Linked DNA regions of Zea mays: region 2 is linked to region 1. The links are chromatin contacts, called in public Hi-C maps. All regions are on one chromosome and are shown on one strand. The core of a region is the stretch at or near the end of the contact, and the rest is flanking DNA. Distances in the headings are between cores, read along the strand shown.

Region 1 (3,391 bases), core at 582-3,081:
AAAAAACAAGAAGTTAAAAATGGGAATAAATTGTGTTTGTCACCTCACGTTGGGTGATATCATCCGACCGAGAGGCGATATCGACAAGAGATTCTATCCACGGCCTTTCGCTCAGGGATTTTGTCGATAGGGACATCGTCTAATTCCTAGTCACCTAAGCTGGTTCTAGCCCAGCTCATCTATATATACCGACTGACGTGTTAATTATCGATCACACCATCGACTGCGTTATTGACTGTCGTTAGTCCTTATCCACCATATCACTCTAGCGCACAATCGTTATTGTCAGCCTATAGTTATCTCACTATCACATCAGTTTTTCTTTTACATATTTTTATTGCAAATGAAACATGGTGTTTCATTGGAAAAAATCAGAAAAAAATCATCGAACACACAAATAAGCAGCTAAAAAAGAGAATTAAAAACTACACTACTTTTAAAAGTACACAATACATAGTACAAGAAAATAAAATTTACACAATTCATAAAAAATACTTACATTACTTTGCTTACATAATATTTCAGAAACTTACATAATAATTTTCCGAAGAGCTTTTCTAAGAATCTAGATTATTGGATAATCCAGTTATCACGAGAATCTGGATACCGCAGGACTTGCCTGCGGAGAAAGATAAAGGGGGTCTGCACGGTTTAAGGTTTAGGAAGCGACATATTTCTCCCGTCACGGTGATTCGACGAATTCTGCATTCATATTCATATTGATTTAAGATGATTTTTTAAAAGAAACGATTACCACAGAAGCGATCTGAAAGCAAAATATTTGGCTGCTAAAAGTCGATTATGATAACTATAAGTCGAAACAAGGCTCATAGTCGGTTGGATTGGAAGGAGGCGATGGTCCATCCTGATAAACAAATTGTTGAGCCGAGACACAAGACACGTGATTGGTTGCCAGCCTCCCCTCTGCCTCTGCCTGGCTTGCGCCAGCCCGCGTATGTAGAAACGTGGCGGACTCACGTCTCCGTCGATGCAGTCATTCGGCTGAAAACACTTAAAATGAGTCCAAGTGTGCGGGCTGATATTATGTCATATCAATCACACAGAAGAGAACCACCATCAAATCCCCTGTATGTTTGTTTTAACTTTTAAGCAATCGCTAGTCAAACAAGCACCAACAGGGCAATCGGCAGTGGGCACAGTGTCACTGTCCGCCTGCTCCCGTGTTCACCTAATCCCACCTATTCCCACAAGTACAACCAGGCCACATATATCTATCTCTGTTTTCCGCAGAGTTCGCAAACTTCACGGCTACTGCTCCTCGTACGTGGTGGAAGGGGAAAAGGGAAAAAAAAGAGTTTGCTCGTGCTGCCACGGTGCCACCCGGCCCCGTTTCAGGCTTTCAGCGTAGTTTCTTGCCGACAAAATCGTAGGCATCAAGAGGAAATGAACCAACGGACGGTCCACCTGAAGCTGAATCGAACAACCCAACCGCTCGCTCGGATAACTAATGGTGTGTTTGGTTTGTGGAGTCACTTTATGCTTAATAAGGTGATGCATCATAAGTTTATTCCATCAATTTTGGTGGAATCAACTCACTCCTCATGTATATATTAATTATTAGCTTATGAGTAATGGGGTGGTGATGAATCAACCCATTCTATTCCACAAACCAAATAAAAAAGTGAGGAATAAGAAAAAGATGGATCACTTTATTCCTCAAACCAAACCCACTCTAAGTTTTTTTTAAAGACGGCTACAGAGAATTGTTTATCCAAGCAGACATGTCGAGCCGGTAGGTATACAGTCTCTGCTGGTCTCACGTGGCCACGTTGCTCGGTTCCGCATCCGCGATTCCGCGAGGCAAAGCAACGAGCCGCTTTCGGTGTTCTACTGCCGCGTAGCAGCGGCAGCGGCACCGACGGCATCCCAAAAGGCAGCGACGTCTGGGTCGGACTTGGAGGCCCCGGGGATCGGTGGCCAGGCTGAGCTCCTCCCAGAGTCCCAGTACGCCTCCGGAGTCCGGATCCGCGGAGCCAGGCTGAGCTGCTCCCGTGGTCTACTCTCCAGTACGCGGCTCGGCAGGGACCGGGAGCGAGGACGAGCGTCCTGCGTCGACGGGATCGGCGTGCCAGGGGAGCGCTGAAATCTGCGCTTCCGTCTCCGGACGGCCGATGCCAGGCCTTGCTCGGGAGAGGTGAGCTCTCCGCTTCCTTCTCCGGTTCAACAATGGCGTCTTTTCTTCCCATACGCATAATTGCTCCCGTGCTGCCGCTGCTCTGGTTTGGATTGCCTTCCCAAGTATACATTCGGTGTTCGCTTGTTGAAATTCGGAGATCCCGAACGAACGTAAAGCTGTAGTAAATTGAATTCCTCTCGATTTACGCACCTATACAAGCTACAAGTCGTTAATGGTGTGCTGCAGGAGAAGATCATGACATACATTTGAGTTCTGGTTTGCCTCGTAGGTAGCAAACGAAACATGGAGCTGAGGCGGCTGCTGCTGCTTGCGCTCATCTGCCTGCGTGCTCCCCGTTTGGCTTCGGCTCAGCAGCCGGATGAGGCGACGGTCATAGTTAAGGGCTCCACTAGGATTGCGGAAACGGATGACAACTACGTCTGTGCTACAATTGATTGGTGGCCGCCGGAGAAGTGCAACTACAATCAGTGCCCATGGGGCCAGGCGTCAATTCTTAATCTGGTATATGCTTTATGTTTGTTTTCCTTCTCTTGTTATTGGTGTGTTAGTGTTACACAATGCTGTTTGGACTAATTTTCCATGCCGTCCATTCAGGATCTGGATCACCCGTTTCTGGCTCAGGCCATTCAAGGTAGGCCCTTTGAGTTACATTCAGTGGCTGCCGGTTACATATTTGTCATCCCTCGTGGCTTTAGATAAGGACCTAGTAGGCTGGTAGATTGTTGGTTGATTTGCTCCATGCCTCAGACAGTCTTCTTTCTTACAACAAAATGGTAATTATAACTGCAGCATTTGACCATTTGAGGATTAGGCTGGGAGGCTCCTTGCAAGACCGAGTTGTTTATGATGTGGGAACAGAAAGTCCATGCTCCCCATTTACAAATGTATCCAATGCCTTGTTTGGTTTCTCAGTTGGTTGCCTTGGTATGGATAGGTGGGACAAACTGAATGACCTATTCGAGAGAACAGGGTGAGACTTCTAGTTTTTAAGTTTTTTTGTTACCACTACTGTGAGAATATAAATTAGCCAGCGTAACTTCTGCAGATGTTCCAAAACTGTGATATGACATTCCCATTTATGTGTTTTAGATTTTGACAGTGTCTGTGATTTTATTGGTTCAGTTGGTTATTGATAAAATAACTAAAAGCTATCCATTTCTACACATCTTGAGGAATGCTAAATTGGTAGCACATATGTAAGATATGATAAAATTCTACCTGTCAATGTAACAT
Region 2 (3,189 bases), core at 15-2,514, 160 kb after region 1:
TAACCTTTTATGCATACATTGTTTATTGTTATGTATAGAAAAAAATTGAACATATGAGTGGGCTAACATAGTCCTCTCTCTTGTCTCCTCATCGGATCGGTCTAGTCCTCTCGACTCCTGTCCTACTCCTCGGACCAGTCCTCGCATCTGTTAACAACTATAACGACCCAATCTCCATGACGACATAGTTCGACTCATGTCGTCCACGATCTAACTAAGAGGACACTGTTGCACCGTTCGCTGGGCTCGCTCCTCCAACGCTCTACCACACTGTACTAGTCATTGCTTGTATGTGTATAAATATTACACTTGAGATCAATATGAAGCGTTGTTGATCTAATCACTCTTACAACATCTATCCGTCCAGTCCAATTCTTCCTGACGCCTAAGCCAGTCCACCCCGATGCCCTCTTTCTGACACCGCAACACGCGATATCGGTCCCTTCATTATGCTCTTGTTTCTCTCGTTATCGTCGGTGAGCGACGAGCTTAGCGAACCAGCAAGTCCTAGCTCTCAGCAGAAGACATCGCCTGATGCCACCCCTTTTCGGCGCCCCAGCCCTTTAATGAGATCGACATTCGGGAAGGCACACATGGTTTCGATTCGGTCAGCAAAAAGTTAGCGGTATATTTGCTTCTTTTGTTTATATAGTTTTCTTCTTTAAACTTGTATCATATATTGATATAAAACTTGAATCCTATGCAACACTAGTTTTTACGATCTTTCTTAAATTCGCTTTTGCGGTTTTTTGGCCCCATGAATTTTTGTCTGCATCCGCCACTGGATACTATGTTGATGGCTTGTTCAGTTTTGGAAGCGACAAAGTTCTCTCATATGATTCTTGAGATCCATGTGAGGGCTTGTTCGCTATATACTCAATTTAGGATTTGTTCAGTTGCGTCTGGATCAAACGGGATCGAAGGAGATTAAATCTCCTATTCAATATTGACTAAGGAGGGATTTATTCCCTTCCAATTCAAACGCAATCAAACAAGACCTTATGTGGATTGAAGGAGATTGAGTGGGATTAAATCCCAATCAAATCAAAATCCATTATAATTCTTTTCAATTCTTTTCAATTTATATGGGACGGGAATAACCCAACAGTTCGGGTTGTTTCAAACTTTGAACAAATAGGCTCACAGCCCCTGGGCCACACGCAGTTTCAGCCTATGGGCCTCAGCCTGTTAGTGTGTGAACCGAATAACGGCCCAGAATGCCGCCGAGCGGTCGACATGGTCGCGAATCGCGGTTTCGCTGCCTCTTTTTTCTTTTCCCGTTTTTATAAATAAATCAGCCCGAAAATAGGACGCGGTCGGCGGTCGTGAACCGAACAAACCTTTCCCCAAAATTTCCCCTCCCCCGCACCGAACGAACTCTCGATCCGATCCCGATCCCTGCAGGGAGCCGCCTCGGCTCACCGATCCGGCCCCGGATCCGCTCGTTGCTCGACGGGATCTCTCGATCGGTACCAGCTTTGCCCCCTCCCTGTGATTCCGTAGGTTCCCGAGGTTAGGGTTTGCGCGGGTGGGTTTCGGGCTCCGATCCGCTCGATTAACGGCGGATTTTGCACGGGGGCGTCGGATCTACACGTGTCCTGTAGGTTTCATCTCTTATTGTTGCGATTTCTCGCGTCAATTTCACGTGATTTTTCTGGTGGTCGGATGCGTGGCTAGGGTTTCATTCAGTACAGAGGTGTTGTACTCGTATTCGCGAATTCGTTACGGTTTCATGGCCGCGATATTCGGATTAATTATTGCACGAACAAAAACGTAGATATGTTACTCGTTACAGACGACAATTCATCTGTGCCCTTCATCATGGTTGTTGAATAATGTGCATTTGGTCTGGAATGATTAATTTGACCTACCATATAGCTTAAATCGTTTATTACTCCTCTTGAATTGGTGCTTTCCTTTCAGTTGCATCATGTTGACTGTTTGCTAATTAATAACATGTTTGTAATTCATTATTTAATTCTTTCCTCTCAGCAGTCTGGACAAGCATGCTGCATCAGGAGAACAGTGAGGCTTTCGGGAGGCACCACTCTGAGCAGCTTGCATGTGTCAACATGAGGGGAGCAGATAATGGTCATCCGAATTTCCTTCCTGAGAAATGCCAGATTGCAGGTGATAACTTAGCAGCATCCTCTTAGCTGCGCTAGACATTTGTCTTGACTCTAATACATGTTTAGTTTGTCCTGAAGTTCACCAAAGGGGTGAAAAAGTTGGACTATTTGATGAAGAGCTGGTACATGGTATTCATCTAACCAGTCCTTGTGTTCAGTCACCATTTTTGCCAAGTGGTGTCAAAGAAACACCTATAGTGGATCATAACAAGAGACCTGCATCCAGTGACATACTGGACATAGTTGAATGCAAACGGCTGAAGCAGGAAGATCAAAGTAATAACTCCACCCTCTCTTGACCAGTACATAACGTCTTTTCTGAAAGTTTGTTTATGCAGAGACAGTTAGATAATGTACTTGTCTTTTGTTTATTCCAGTCGTTACTAAGGAAGACAACCATACATCTGCTGAGGAGGAATTTCATGACTACCCCACATACACGACTTGCGAAAGAAGCTTTGACTCACCACTATATGAGAGTGAGGAAAGTGAAGATGAGGGCGTAGATTCACCTCTCCATTGTTCACATGCTCGCACCTATGTTGAAGATGGTCTATGGCCTGCCAGCTTTCATCAATCTGTTGGCCCTTTTTCCTTGAGGAAACCTGTTCCTATCGGGTCAAATCATCAGGCTGAATTACCTGAGTGCAGGCCATTTGGTGGAAGAACTGAAGAAGACGAAAGTGTCAAGTGGATCAGAAACAGTGTTGTGCCAATGCCTGGTACTGATGCATCGTCTTTGGTGTTGGAGCCTGTTCACTGCAAAGCAGGTTGTGATTGTCTTGACGAAGGTTCAATCAATTGTGTGAAAAAGCATGTGATGGAAGCAAGAGAAAATTTGAAGGATTCTGTTGGTGCAGACGCCTTCAGGGAGTTGGGTTTCTATGACATGGGGGAAGAGGTTGCCTCAAGGTGGTCAGAAGAGGAGGAACGTTTGTTCCAGCAAGTGGTCTCGTCAAACCGTGCTTCTCTGCGCAGGAACTTTTGGGATGAACTTCCTCTTGCCTTCCCTTCCAAGTCCAGCAAAGAGCTAGTGAGCTACTACTTCAATGTCTTCATG

Evidence for each region. Hi-C and Micro-C count contacts between places; a contact is called where the count stands out from the background.
Region 2: a contact with region 1 is called in a Hi-C map of ear, with 2.0 times the contacts expected there. The contact joins the promoter of LOC103632631 here to the promoter of LOC100279495 in region 1. A contact is called at or near these places in 4 of 25 Hi-C or Micro-C datasets (ear and leaf).

The regions. Positions count from the first base shown.
Region 1 is chr1:25,517,613-25,521,003 of Zm-B73-REFERENCE-NAM-5.0, forward strand. LOC100279495 reads left to right here and starts at 1,832. Exons shown (of 10, transcript NM_001152496.1): 1 at 1,832-2,155; 2 at 2,427-2,659; 3 at 2,753-2,789; 4 at 2,948-3,128. The coding sequence starts at 2,441.
Region 2 is chr1:25,679,401-25,682,589 of Zm-B73-REFERENCE-NAM-5.0, forward strand. LOC103632631 (AT-rich interactive domain-containing protein 2) reads left to right here and starts at 1,265. Exons shown (of 4, transcript XM_035963049.1): 1 at 1,265-1,600; 2 at 1,996-2,130; 3 at 2,208-2,405; 4 at 2,507-3,189. The coding sequence starts at 2,007.